2 separate regions of the Salmo salar genome follow, and region 1 is linked to region 2. Evidence: chromatin contacts called from public Hi-C data. All regions are on one chromosome and are shown on one strand. Each heading gives the region's core, a stretch centred on a gene start, on an enhancer-like site or on the middle of the called end of the contact. The rest is flanking DNA. Distances are from core to core; before and after follow the strand shown. Region 1 holds the start of LOC106574720 (palmitoyltransferase ZDHHC14). Region 2 overlaps LOC106574720 (palmitoyltransferase ZDHHC14).

Region 1 (7,612 bases), core at 2,694-5,193, 38 kb after region 2:
GCCACTCCACAGTAAAAGGCACAGGACAGCCCGCTTGGAGTTTGCCAAAAGGCAGCTGAAAGACTCTCAGACCATGAGAAACAAGATTCGCTTGGCCTGAATGCCAAGCGTCACGTCTAGAGGAAACCTGGCACCATCCCTACGGTGCAGCATGATGGTGGCAGTATCATGCTGTGGGGATGTTTTTCAGCAGCAGGGACTGGGAGACTAGTCAGGATTGAGGGAAAGATGAATAGAGCAAAGAACAGAGAGATCCTTGATGAAAACCTGCTCCAGAGCACACAGGACCTCAGACTGGGGCGAAGGTTCACCTTCCAACAGGACAACGGCCCTAAGCAACACAGCAAGACAACGCAGGAGTGGCTTTGGGACAAGTCTGGATGTCTTTGAGTTGCCCAGCCAGAGCCCAGACTTGAACCCGATCTAACATCTCTGGAGACCTGAAAATAGCTGTGCAGGGACGCTCCCCATCCAACCTGACAGAGCTTGAGATGATCTGCAGAGAAGAATGGGAGAAACTCCCCACATAGAGGTGTGCCATGTGTCATACCCAAGAAGACTCTAGGCTGTAATAGCTGAAAGGTTCTTCAAAGTATTGAGTAAAGGGTCTGAATACTTATGTAAATGTGAAATCATTCCTAAAAACCTGTTTTTGCTTTGTCATTATGGGGCATTGTGTATAGATTGAGGACCAAAAAATATATATATATATTAAATCCACTTTAGAATAAGTTTGTAATGTAACAAAATGTGGAAAAGGTCAAGGGGTCAGAATACACCCAGGGCTTGATCATGCATACGGAACACAGTGAGAAAGGCTGCCAGTCTGATTGAGCAACAACATCCAAGGTAGGCGTTAGAACCAGACTTATCTTCCTAAGCACCACAGGAGGTTGGGTGGAACCTTAATTGTGGTGGACGGGCTCATATTAATGGCTGGAACGAAATACATGGAATGGTATTGAACTCATCAAACATGGTTTCCATGTGTCTGATACCATTCCAATCACTCCATTCCAGCCATTACTATGAGCCGTCCTCCCCTCAGCAGCCTCTTGTGCTAAGCACTGTCTGGCTCCTGGACCACAATGAGTGATTAATCAGGACAAGCAGGGAAAAGAGTGACTGACTGGTCCAGAACAGTGCTGCTGAGACATCCCTCATGCTAATAGCACTCAGTGTCTAAATATATGCTCTCCCCTTTGTACTCCATGGGACCTGGCAGTCACTCAGGGCCAATTTACAACCTCCTGAACATGGATGAGAGGGACACAGGTTGTCATGCTGCTGAGATAAACCAGGCAGCAGGCACTGTTATAAAACCAGGGACAGAGTGTGAGAGGAGAAGTGGTGTCTGTGGGTATAACAGCCTGCTGCTCAGGTTTTACAGGCTCCACATTTCACCACATTAAATATAGTAATAAACAACATGTCACAAAGAGCTCGTCTGAGAACTGGAGACGTTTTAGAAGAAGAGGGTAAACCAGTCCGGCAGGGGAAATCTAGAACAAGAGAGGAAGCAATGGCGAAAGAGCGAGAGAGAAAAAAAAAAGATCAAATGGTCGAGACAAAGATGCACGCCTACATCAGAAACCTCCGTTGTTTAGCATCTCTTAGCTGGTAAGTGTGATCAGTAACAACGAGAGAGAGAGAGGTTGTATATAACAAATATTTTAACGAAACTGAAATTAATTTATTTGGAAGGATGACCTCCTCACGTTTATTCAGTCTACATGAATGGACATGTATCGTATGATAGATTCATTCAAACAGACCCTGTGATGACAGAAACTAGAACAGCCACACCTTTTCAAAGGAAACCAGACAGGTGTTACCATGATGAGTAACTCAGGAGACAAAAGGACATCAAGTGGGCTGTCCCTGTCAGTAAGAATGATGCATGAGAGTTAAGACAAGAAGCTATGCTATCTACTCCATATTAATTGCTGAGAGACTTCCAGAAATAGGTCAGACTAAACATTAAAGCTGAGCTAACAGAATTACAAGGCTTATTACAACTCTGCCAACTCCTACTCAATGTGACAGCACAAGGTGAAAGAGCACCTTGAGGAAGAGTGAGGGAGCCCATCTCATCCACATACAGGCTACCACTGGCTAATTAACAGTGACAGGTTGGACCATAAACCCTGGCTCTTTGTTAGCTACAGCCCCAATGCCCTGTTCATAGGCAATGTGGGCCAAAGGATGGCAAAACATAGGGAAAAACCTTTAGCTACTTACTCAAAAGTGAAGAAGAGTCCACTTGTGATGAGAATGAGGACTAGGGTGAGGTAGAAAACCCCTGTCTGTCTGGCCATCATGATCCTACCATTGCAGTAAAATTTATTCCGCCCCGGGAAGGCTTGCCACTTCCTCTTTTTGGGGGTCCTCTTCTTGTATGGAGTTTCCATCGGGGTTGAGCTGCGAGTGCTGATCTGGCTGTATTCGCACTCTCGCATAGGCTCAGCCACCCCGAGTTGCAGCATCAATGGTCACTCAGTGAGATCCCCTCCACAGTTGAAGCAGTCCAGGACCAGGAGCACCGCTGAAATGAAAGCAACAGAACTGTGATGTTATTTTACTGGAAAAATAGTGGTCTGATTATAGCCTGGTCCCAGATCTGTGTGTGGAGTATACAGTCAACTCCTATGTTGTCATGCCAGACAGACAATTAATAGTTGTTGGCAAAACAATATAAACAGATCTGGGATCAGTCTGATTATAGGATCACATTCAATGTTTTGCAGATGATGTTTTAAGGAGCCAGTATAGGGTTAGCTTGCTACCATTTTAGAGTTCATGTTTTAACAGCTAGCTATGGTTTTATTCGTTTATGGGCTATGGTGAGTGTATGTAGCTAGTAATGACGAGCACACAAACGTTTCCAGCATGACATCCAGACCTACTTGGCTATCCATCTTACTAGGCTACATAACTAACTAGCTAAGTAACGTTAGTTAGCTACCAGTGACAGCTTCTCACATGCTTGAAACTTTTCACTAGCTAGCAACTAACACGGTTGCAATTAATGGTTTAATCAAATATACTTAGCTAATAAGTCTTGGCCCTAGCTAGCTAACTGAACTAGCTAACTACCTACCTACCATGATCAAATAAACAAACGTTAACTAGCTAACGCTAGTTAGGTAATGTTATCTGAAATCACCCAGCAACATGACTTTACTATTGACTAGGTATAGACAGCTAACGTCAGCTAGCTAGCAAAAAGAAAATGCAGCCAAGTAACTAGATCTAGTTAGCTAGGCTAACGTTAGCTCGAGAGCAAACTTCTGAGTGTTCTGTCGTTTCCTGTGAGCCAACACCCGTTTTCATTCACCAAGCATTACGGGCACATCCCGAACAGCATAGCATCACAGAAACCCTACAGTTTTGACATTCCTCTGGACAGCTCACCAAAGAAAGTCGACACTGCTGGTACGCCACTTTTATCTGGTCTCCTTATCCGTGTTTGTTGCAAACTGCAGTCGAAAGCAATATCATAATTTCTCTCGGAATTACAAAAGGCTGGTATGAAAATATCAAACACTTCAATCATGGAAAGTCAGAGGATAGTCTGGGTAGGTCCCACGCCACACCATTTCAAACTCAACCACAGTAGAAAGACAGCGCGAGTGATTTTCAGACAAGTTTGCGTGTGATACGAAAAATCAGAACGCCGCTTGCAGGTCCAATTTCCATCTACAGTTGCTACATCTGGGGATAGTCACACAATTATGTCACGTACTCGTTCGCTTGCGTAGTGAAAAGTTGCACCATTCCCAGCAAGGCTGCTGAAACATCGGGATATCCCACTGTGTTTGTTCGGAAAGCATTCACACTGTTGTCTCCATCACGTTGCGCTGTTCATTGCAACTAACAAACAACAACATACCGAGCACACATCCCGCCCTCCTCGAAACACATTCTTCTTCGTGTGAATTTCTGGCAGACCAGACGTTGTGTTTGAGTATTGCTGCCTTTCGGAGGTCGGAGTGCATATTGCACATTTATCACAAAAAAGGGAAAGGGGAAGATTATAAATTGCACCACCATCTAACCCTGCAACTGTCTATCCCCAAAACCCACCACCCATCCCACGACTTTGGCCCTAAACGATCCTACACCAGGCCATCAGCCTGGGAGGATGAAACCCCTTCTCTCAAAACTCCCTGTAGATCTTCTGCACTAAAATCTCTCAGACCCAAATATTTCTCTGCTGCTGCAACTACCACACCTATCTTCTGTGATGTCCACTCCATCCGTGCAGTTCAGTTAATCACCATGGCTATAATAAAGCACTGCTCTGTTTTCTTGACATAGCTATCAACAAAACAAGTCCTACAGGCTCTAGTTGTGTTGCACCGGTACTACTGCCCTGTCATATGGTCAAGTGCCACAAAGAGGGACATACAGTACCAGTCAAAAGTTTGGACACACCTACTCACACCTACTCTTTATTTTTACTACGTTCTACATTGTAGAATAATTGTGAACCAAAAAGTGTTAAACAAATCAAAATATATTTTAGATTCTTCAAAGTAGCCAACCTTTGACTTGATGACAGCTTTGCACACTCTTGGCATTCTCTCAACCAGCATCATGAGGAATGCTTTTTCAACAGTCTTGAAGGAGTTCCCATATATGCCGAGCACTTGTTGGCAGCTTTTCCTTCACTCTGCGGTCCAACTCATCCCAAACCATCTCAAATGGGTTGAGGTCGGGTGATTGTGGAGGCCAGGTCATCTGATGCAGCACTCCATCACTCTCCTTCTTGATCAAATAACCCTTACACAGCATGGAGGTGTGTTTTGGGTCATTGTCCTGTTGAAAAACAAATGATAGTCCCACTAAGCGCAAACCAGATAGGACGGCGTATTGCTGCAGAATGCTGTGTTAGTCATGCTGGTTAAGTGTGTCTTGGATTCTAAATAAATCACAGATAGGGGTAAAAAATAATTGTATACATTTTAGAATAAGGCTGTAACGTAACAAAATGTGGAACAAGGGAAGGGGTCTGAATACTTTCCGAATGCACTGTATGGGTTGGATAGATCCACTTTTTCCAAAAAAGCATGGATCCACTTTTTCATCTCTCGTAGGATTCTCAGGGCAAACGTTAGAAATCTCTACCACCAAACCTGTCTCCACAGGTTGACCTTCATCCTGGTCAGGTTCATTTTCAAAGGACTCATTACTGCCGACTGACTCCATCTCATGATTCTCAGACCAATGGGATCCAACATCCTCAAGATGCTCAAGCAATAAAGTGGATTTAATTTTACTTGTCTTTTATTCAGGGGACGAAGGTTTGTACTTAGCACCATGGTTTTACATTTTTCGTGTCTTCACACTTCTTTCCTGCTGTGACACATCCCCTCTGAGCTCTTCATCTTGGTCAGTGGATAGCAAATACATGAATTGGTGGATAGCTGTGCAACAGGAATTATGGGGAACGTAGTAGCCCATTGATCTCATTGATTGCACATCTGGAAAGAAAATAAACACAAATGTCCAATGCCTGAATAATCCAAAAAAAGAACATTCATATATTATCTACAGCTTCACTAATAGAACAAATATAATCAATAGATCATGAAAATTATGCCCTTTTAGATCCTGAATTCTAGTCTACCATGTTTACATTAACAGGGGAGTCATTGTCACGTGTGCTCCCTCTCCGGCCTCTAGGTCACCAGGCTGCTCATTATGGCGCACACCTGTCACCATCGTCATGCACATCAGCGCATAATGACACTCACCTAGACTCCATCATCTCCTTTACCTGCCCTATATATGTCACTCCCTTTGGTTCCTTCCCCAGATGTCATTGTTTTTGTTTCATGTCTGTGTGTTGTTTGTGGTTCTTGTTTTGTACTATGTTTCATTCATTTATTAAATTATTCACTCCCTGAACTTGCTTCCTGACTCCCAGCACACACGTTACAGTCATATTTGTGTACCCATAAGGTAGTCCAAACCAGCTGTCATACAGACATGCCCTCTAATGCCAGCCTCGTCATGTGATGCTGCAAGTTCCTGAGGTTCTGCTTTGGTCAAGGTCATGTCATTTTTCTGGGTTCTTCACTCCCCCATACCACCTACACACCACAGCCATCCTTAACATCTCCTAGTCTGAACAATCCCTCTGGCTTCCAGCTTGATTCACTCGATCACTCTCACAGCCCTCCTACACATCTCCAAGTCTGAACAATGCCTCTGGCTTCCAGCTTGATTCACTCAATCACTCCCACTGTCCTACAAACATGTCCTTGTTCAGTCAATGCTCCTCTTTCACAGGCAGGCTTAGAGAACTCCCTGTCTGAGTCATTGGGCATACATACATATTATCAACAGGTCTCTCAGCGGTGAGAAATAGACTCAGAGAGAGCACAGGAAGTTGTTTTTCATGTACTGTATGAGAACCTGAGTGGGCTTAGATCACTACTTTCCACTATTGAGTAGAAATGAGATTGGAAAAGGAGCTCAATCTGCTCATTAGACTCTCAGAGTAGTGGTGCACATAGCCTATACATCATTCTTTATGACTTTAAAGACATCTCCACAGGTTTTTTCATATACAATACATTGGAAATACAATTTTATGTTCATAGTAAAATGTGGATATAGTGCCTTCAGAAAGTATTCATACCCCTTGACTTATTTCACATTTTGTTGTGTTACAGCCTGAATTCAAAATGAATTAAATTGTTTTTTCTCACCTGTCTACACATAATAACAAAATGAAAGCATGTTTTTAGAAATGTTAACTAATTTATTTACTACAATGTTGTTGATCCATCCTCAGTTTTCTCCTATCACAGCCATTAAAGTATGTAACTGTTTCACTATTGGCCTCATGGAGAAATCCCTGAGCGGTTTCCTTCCTCTCCGGCAACTGAGTTAGGAAGAACACCTGTATCTTTGTAGTGACTGGGTGTATTGATACACCATCCAAAGTGTAATTAATAACTTCACCATGCTCAAATGGATATTCAATGTCTGCTTTTTTTATCTACCAATAGGTGCCCTTCTTTGCGAGGCATTGGAAAACCTCCCTGGTCTTTGTGGTTTAATTTGTGTTTGAAATTCACTGCTCAACTGATAATTGTATGTGTGGGGTACAGCGATGAGGTAGTCATTCAAAAATCCTGTTAAACACTATTATTGCAACTTATTATATGAGTTGTTAAGCAAATTTTTATTCCTGAACTTATTTAGGCTTGCCATAATAAAGGGGTTGAATACTTATTGACTCCAGACATTTCATTTCAGCATTTCCACTTTGACATTATGGGGTATTGTGTGTGTAGGCCAGTGACACAACATCTAAATTTAATCTATTTAAAATTCAGTCTGTAACACAACAAAATGTGGAAAATGTCTAGGGATGTGAATACTTTCTGAAGGTAGTTGTAACATTTACTGTACATATAGACTGATCAGCAGTCTCAGGAGGTATTGCCATGAAACACATTTCCAATCAAACAGCATTTGGATGTTATAATCCAAAACACTTTCATACTAGTGGATTACATCATATGAAACATATATACAGTATAATGAGGCTGACATAGTGGATAAAGCTGTTGTATGCATTCTCAAACTCGGTCTT
Region 2 (6,999 bases), core at 3,650-6,149:
TGCAGCCTCGTCAGGCGTTGCTCGGGGCAGGACCCCCGGGTCACTGAAGCTGGTCCTGAAGAGAGTCCCCAGCACAAAGACAAATAGCACTCCCCCTATCACTGGGATGGCTGGGGTGAGCTGCACCGACAGGAAGGGACAGCTAAGGGAAAGAAAGATGAGAGAGAGAGAGAGAGAGAGAGAGAGAGAGGCAGAGTTAGACTCGTATGCAAGTACTGAAGTATTCAGAGCAGGCTGCACCAAGTCAAACGTACGACCATCATGAGAATCCGCGGCACGTGTTTGCTGGCCAAGAAAGTGTAGTTTCGGAAGTGGGTATAATTTTCCTCCACGCCCAGCCCCATTTCAAAGCAGAGCGTAGATATTAGATATGGAGACTCATAACCTCCGTTTACAGACAGTTCTCCGGACGTCTGTCTCTATCCCACCCACTCAGCCCCCTCCTCCCCCTGGGCCAGGGCTTCCCCAGTGTCTGCCCTGAACTGCACCGTAATCTGATCTAATGACAGATCATTGAGTTTTATCCCGTTAGTTAGGTCTGATCTTGCAAGTACTTATTACTGTAATCGCTTTATCATTAGAGCTGATATGGCTGGGCCATGCACTGTCACTTCTGATTTCATTACTGACGGGGAGCGGGAGCGGGGGCAGATGTGAGTGACACGGAGTCCTTATTGTTTATCAAACAAACAAAATGCCATTCTGTTACTTAAATCAGACACTTACTATGAAAAACTGTACTATAGAGTTGAGCCTTGCTCAAAAAGTTCTGTACCGCACTAGCCCATCTGAATGATATGACTACTGTAGCCCAGGAATAGAAGGAAGAGGAACAGCGCCTGATCAGACTGGTAAAACCGTTCATAATCTCAAACACACGTCAAAAAATGTAATTAACAAACCGCTCATCATTGAACTGTCCCCAAATTCACAACATAGAGGGAGAGGTGATCCTAAACATGCTTTAGTCTCTCAGAGAGGATGGATTGTTATGAGGCTAGATGACATGGAACAGGGCACAGAGAGGTGATCCTAAACATGCTTTAGTCTCTCAGAGAGGATGGATTGTTATGAGGCTAGATGACATGGAACAGGGCACAGAGAGGTGAGAGGGAGACATTATTCCATTAGTATGATGTTCAACAGCAGGAGAGAAAATGCCTGCAGCGGGAGGACAGCAGTGCTGCCGTTCACAGAGTACGCTACACTTTTGCTCTCACTCATTGATTGTGGCTTGAAAGTCAATGCCAAGCAAAATCACATTTGATCATAAAGGCCAAGTTAGGGCCTCTAAAAGGCAGTGATAGTGATAGGTTGCTGAGAGTGATAAGTGGGAGAAAGGTAGCATACATCCCTGTGTGTGTAGACAGAGAGGTGAGACGAGAGGGGAAATTATCTATAGTCATGTTTTCCGTCAGTGTTAGTTGGCACTATGTGAGAACCTGAAAACATGGCATGCTAGGAAAGACTAGGTAATAGGGGTGTGCCGAGTAGTCGGACAAAAAGAGTATCGTAACGGATATGGTCAATTTTCTGGATACGATTATGATCAGAGTATGTTTTGTAATTAGCTGTGATCGAAGAAAAAGAAACTCAGGTGCCAGCACACACCTTTCTCAGGTCAGTCATGTGCGAGGTCCTACGTGGTTAGTTTGCCTGTCTGTAAAGAACAGGGCGGGCTCTACGCTCATCCTGCGATACTCGGAACGGCACTGGAGCAACGAACCGCCCTTGCCGTCTCTGCCTGGTCGGTTCCCCTCTCTCCACTGGGATTCTCTGCCTCTAACCCTATTACAGGGGCTGAGTCACTGACTTTCTGGTGCTCCTCCATGCCGTCCCTAGGAGGGGTGCGTCACTTGAGTGGGTTGAGTCACTGACGTGATCTTCCTGTCCGGGTTGGCGCCCCCCTAGGGAGTTTTTCCTAGCCACCGTGCTTCTACACCTGCATTGTTTGCTGTTTGGGGTTTTAGGCTGGGTTTCTGTACAGCACTTTGTGACATCAGCTGATGTAAGAAGGGCTTTATAAATACATTTGATTGATTGCTCTGATTGGATAGAGTGAAGTTGTATTTCCCCATAATTTCACCCAATCACTTCTCCTCCATGTTTTTGGTCTGATAATATAGATTGCTGCTGCCTGCTACTATGATAAATCACACAGCAAGGACATTTGCTATCAAGCTATAAATGTGTAAAATATCTTACAAGCGAGGCAAGTAAAAATAATTACAAATAATGAAAACGCTGAGTGACAGCAAACTTGTCTGCCTGCTGCAAGTCGAGACACACACACACACACACACACACACACACACACACACACACACACACACACACACACTATAAAATAAATATTCATCATGAGCAATCAACACGCTGCGCTTTGGTCCCCTCTCTACGACAGCCGTTACATATAGGCACTTTAGTATTGCCAGTGTAACAGTATAGCTTCCGTCCCTCTCCTCTCTCCTACCTGGGCTCGAACCAGGAACACACCGACAACAGCCACCCTCGAAGCAGCATTACCCAAGTAGAGCAAGGGGAACAACTACTCCAAGTCTCAGAGCGAGTGACGTTTGAAACGCTATTAGCACGCGCATGCTAACTAGCTAGCCATTTCACATCGGTTACACTAGCCTAATCTTGGGAGTTGATAGGCTTGAAGTCATAAACAGCGCAATGCTTGAAGAATTGTGAAGAGCTGCTGGCAAAACGCACAAAGGTGCTGTTTGAATGAATGCTTACGAGCCTGCTGCTGCCTACCATCGCTCAGTCAGACTGCTCTATCAAATCATAGAGTTAATTATAACATAATAACACACAGAAATACGAGCCTTTGGTCGTTAATATGGTCGAATCCGGAAACTATCATTTCGAAAACGAAACGTTTATTATTTCAGTGAAATACGGAACCATTCCATATTTTATCTAACGGGTGGCATCCCCAAGTCTAAATATTCCTGTTACATTGCACAACCTTCAATGTTATGTCATAATTATGTACAATTCTGGCAAATTAATTACGGCCTTTGTTAGGAATAAATGGACTTCACACAGTCCGCAATGAGCCAGGCGGCCCAAACTGCTGCATATATCCTGACTGCTTGCACGGATCGCTAGAGAAGTGACACAAATTCATGTTAGCAGGCAATATTAATTAAATATGCAGGTTTAAAAATATATACTTGTGTATTGATTTTAAAGAAAGGCATTGATGTTTATGGTTAGGTACATTGGTGCAACAACAGTGCTTTTTCCGCAAATGCGCTTGTTAAATCACCCGTTTGTCGAAGTAGGCTGTGATTCGATGAGAAATTAACAGGCACCGCATCAATTATATGCAAAGCAGGACACGTTACATAAACTAGTAATATCATCAACCATGTGTAGTTAACTAGTGATTATGTTAAGTTTGATTGTTTTTTTATAAGATAAGTTTAATGCTAGCTAGCAACTTACCTTGGCTTCTTGCTGCCCTCGCGTAACAGGTAGTCAGCCTGCCATGCAGGCTCCTCGTGGAGTGCAATGTAAGGCAGGTGGTTAGAGCATTGGACTAGTAACCGGAAGGTTGCAAAAACGAATCCCCCCTGAACAAGGCAGTTAACCCCTGTTCCTAGGCCATCATTGAAAATAAGAATGTGTTCTTAATCTGACTTGCCTAGTTACATAAAGGTGTAAAAAATACAAAAAAATACAAAAATACAAATTGGCGGCCAAAAATACAGATTACCGATTGTTATGAAAACTTGAAATCGGCCCTAATTAATCGGCCATTCCGATTAATCGGTCGACCTCTACTATAAAACTGTACATTTACAGATACCATTACGACCATGTCGGCGAAACCCTACTAGGTATGCAAAGATATTGTGAATCAGGGAGCTTTGGTGGTTGACTATCTAGCAGAGTTATGGCAGAGGCCTGTTCAATCACCATTCTCCAGATGGCAACACCTTGGGAGCCTGGCCATATCCACGGTGCTACAGAACCAGGGTGGCAGCCAGGGTCAGAAGGTGGGAGCCAGCACTCCCACCAACCTGGCTACACTATTATAAGCCTACCATTCTTTGGTGCTTGAGTGGAGGATGGGAGTCCAAAGTGGAAGCTAAGGATCCATCAATGTTCAAACACCAGCTGGTAAAAAAGTCTCTCTCAGCTTTCTGATAATCTCACGTCAACTAGCATAAATTCATGCAGCCAAAACTTAAAGAATTTTGGGGTGTGACTGACAGTCTTCCAATCCACTGGCTGTCTTTTCTGGGTGTCTTTTCTGGGTGGCTGCATCAGGTGGCTCCATGTGCCTTGCTTACTGGCCTGCCCCCAGGGCACACCCTGGTCAATGCCCATCCCCTTCCCAAGTTCCCGTCCCTCTGTAAGGCTGCTGCCAGGCCAGCTGGAGGACACTACATCCTGTAAGCCTTATTAATACCACGACTGGGCAGCAGTTGCTGTCGCCACACCAAATCTGGACCTGCTATAAAAAGTGATCAAGTAACAGTGAAACAGTGAAAGTAGCTCCTGTTGCACCAAGTTCCCAGAGCAGCAGAGAAAATGAGTTCCCTCAGAAAGTGAGGGTAAAAGTAGAGCCGTGTGGATGAAACATGGTGGTAGTGTCCTCTGTCCTGTTGTCTGGGACATCAGCTAGGGTCTACTCTGCACAATGGTGGGATAATAGCAGGGCTGGCTGGACTAATATCCCACGGTTCCTGTTCTGCCAGAGATGGACTAAATGTGATCTGCTGTGTGCCTGGAAATTGTGTGTGTGTGTGTGTGTGTGTGTGTGTGTGTGTGTGTGTGTGTGTGTGTGTGTGTGAGCACTGACTCTTCCACAGTCACATGCTGATAGAGCAGAGGGTATAGCAGAGTTACAGACCAGAGGCAGGTCATAGTGAGACTTTCTACAGCTCAACCAAGGGTGAGCATACCAACTCACTGACATCATCACCCTCTCTGACATAGAGTCTGGGAGAGAGGGAGACACACGATTAAATGCACTGGAGATGGTGTAGCAATGGAGTTGCAAAGACACTGACTATGAATGCATACAACCCACTACATGATGAAGCTCTCATTCCCATGAGGTAGAACAGACCCAGTGGATCCCCCTCCACCTGTGTCTGTTGAGAGATCATGTCGTTCTGAGCACAGCTGTCCCTGTGAGGAGAGATTACAGTGAGGAAGATGTACTCCAGAGGCCTGCTCCTGCCCTGCCTGACGATGTAATCCATTACCAGGCCAAATCCTCAGAGCCAAGTTTGAGCCCTGCTAGAGCTTGATATATATAGCCCATCACCACCATGACCCTGTAGTATAGAAGGCCAGAGTGGAACTAAGAGTCATTCACTCTGACCATAGCAGTCCAATAGTGTGTCCATCAATCTAGTGCCATTGTCTGCTTTTAATGATAGAAACCGCTAAGCAAGACAGAATGAAACTACAGTTTGAATGTTTTTCTCCTGTCATCATATGAATGGTACAGATACCTGCGGACGCTACCTGCCCCCTCTGCGGGAGGGTTAACCCAGGCTAGGATGAGCAAAGTGATTGCTCCTTTCTGCTCGATGCATCCAGGGCTTGTTAACCTCTTGGGTAGGGGGCAGTATTCTGAAGTTTGGATGACAAACGTGCCCAAAGTAAACTGCCTGTTACTCAGGCCCAAAAGCTAGGATATGCATATGCATGGTAGTATTGGATAAAAAAACTAAAGTTTCCAAAACTGTTAAAATAATGTCTGAGTATAACAGAACTGATATGGCAGGCAAAAATCCATCCAGGAAGTTGGATTTTTTTGGTGTGGGTAGTTTTCAATTGAATGCCTATAGAGTATCTAAATGGTTAGGACCCAGATTGCAGTTCCTATGGCTTCCACTAGATGTCAACAGTCTAGACATTGTTTCAGGCTTGTTTTCTGAAAAATGAAGAAGAATGAGACCATTTTGTAAGTGGACTGTAGAATCAAGCAGAGCTGGTTTGCGCGCGTGACCGATTGCACGCCCTTCGTTGTTTTTCCTTTCTAATGAAGACGCTATTGTCCGGTTTAAATATTATCGATTATTTAGACAATAGACAACCTGAGGATTAATTATAAACATCGTTTGACGTTTCGACGAACTTCACCGATACTATTAGGATGTATTCCGTCTGCATGTTTTGAACGCCTTTGAGCCAGTGGATTACTGAACAAAACTGAGTTTTTTTGATATAAAGAGGGACTTTATTGAACAAAATGAACATTTATTGTGTAGCTGGGACTCTTGTGACTGCAACCAGAAGAAGATCTTCAAAGGTAAGTGATTAATTTTAAATCGCTATTTCTGACTTTAGTAATTCCTTTACTAAAATGTTTGTATGCTTTTGTAAGCGGGGCGCTGTCCTCAGATAATCGCATGGTATGCTTTTGCCATAAAGCCTTTTTGAAATTTGACAAAGCAGCTGGATTAACAAGAAGTTCATCTTTAAGCCGATGTATAACACTTGTATTTTTATGAAAGTTTATTACGACTATTTCTGTATTTTGAATTTGGCGCTCTGCAATTTCACCGGATGTTGGCCAGGTGGGACGTTACCCCAGAGAGGTTAAACAGTATAAATCCCTGCACTATCTGAGAGCTAATCTGCACAGCATTGGAGAGAAAAGGTCAAATTGCTGTTGTGTTGTCATGTTGGAGTACCAGAAAGGAGGCGGAGGGAAAATAACAATACACACCAAACCGATTCATCCCACTTATCCAGGGTCCAACAGACAGCCCATACAAAACCATGAGGCTCAAAATAACTGTAGGAAGGCGGTCTGCTTTTCACATAGCTGAACAGATAATTGGATCAAACAAAGTCAAAAGCAATTGTGTTATATTAAAAAGTGAGCTTTAGTTCTCAGCACACCAACAACAACAAAAACAGACAACCAGAGGCCATACTAAGCTTACACTATTATTGTTTTGGGATAGGCCATTATCACTACTGATGTAGGATTCTAATTTGATCACTCTTTGTTGCTGA

The links. A called contact is a pair of places that touch in the nucleus more often than the background predicts.
Region 1: a contact with region 2 is called in a Hi-C map of muscle, with 3 times the contacts expected there. The contact joins the promoter of LOC106574720 here to the enhancer-like site in region 2. A contact is called at or near these places in 2 of 3 Hi-C or Micro-C datasets (gill and muscle).

Annotation. Positions count from the first base shown.
Region 1 is chrssa01:21,360,623-21,368,234 of Ssal_v3.1, forward strand. It overlaps LOC106574720 (palmitoyltransferase ZDHHC14), which reads right to left and starts at 3,944. Exons shown (of 10, transcript XM_014150770.2): 1 at 3,746-3,944; 2 at 2,242-2,545. The coding sequence starts at 2,486.
Region 2 is chrssa01:21,321,777-21,328,775 of Ssal_v3.1, forward strand. LOC106574720 (palmitoyltransferase ZDHHC14) reads right to left here. Exons shown (of 10, transcript XM_014150770.2): 3 at 1-142. Among protein-coding and RNA genes, the nearest start is that of LOC106574720, 39 kb to the right of the region's middle. Within about 2 kb of position 4,900, at least 1 of the 13 cell types and tissues checked has an H3K27ac peak or open chromatin away from gene starts, as enhancers often do. A contact at or near this core is called in muscle, where this site is marked.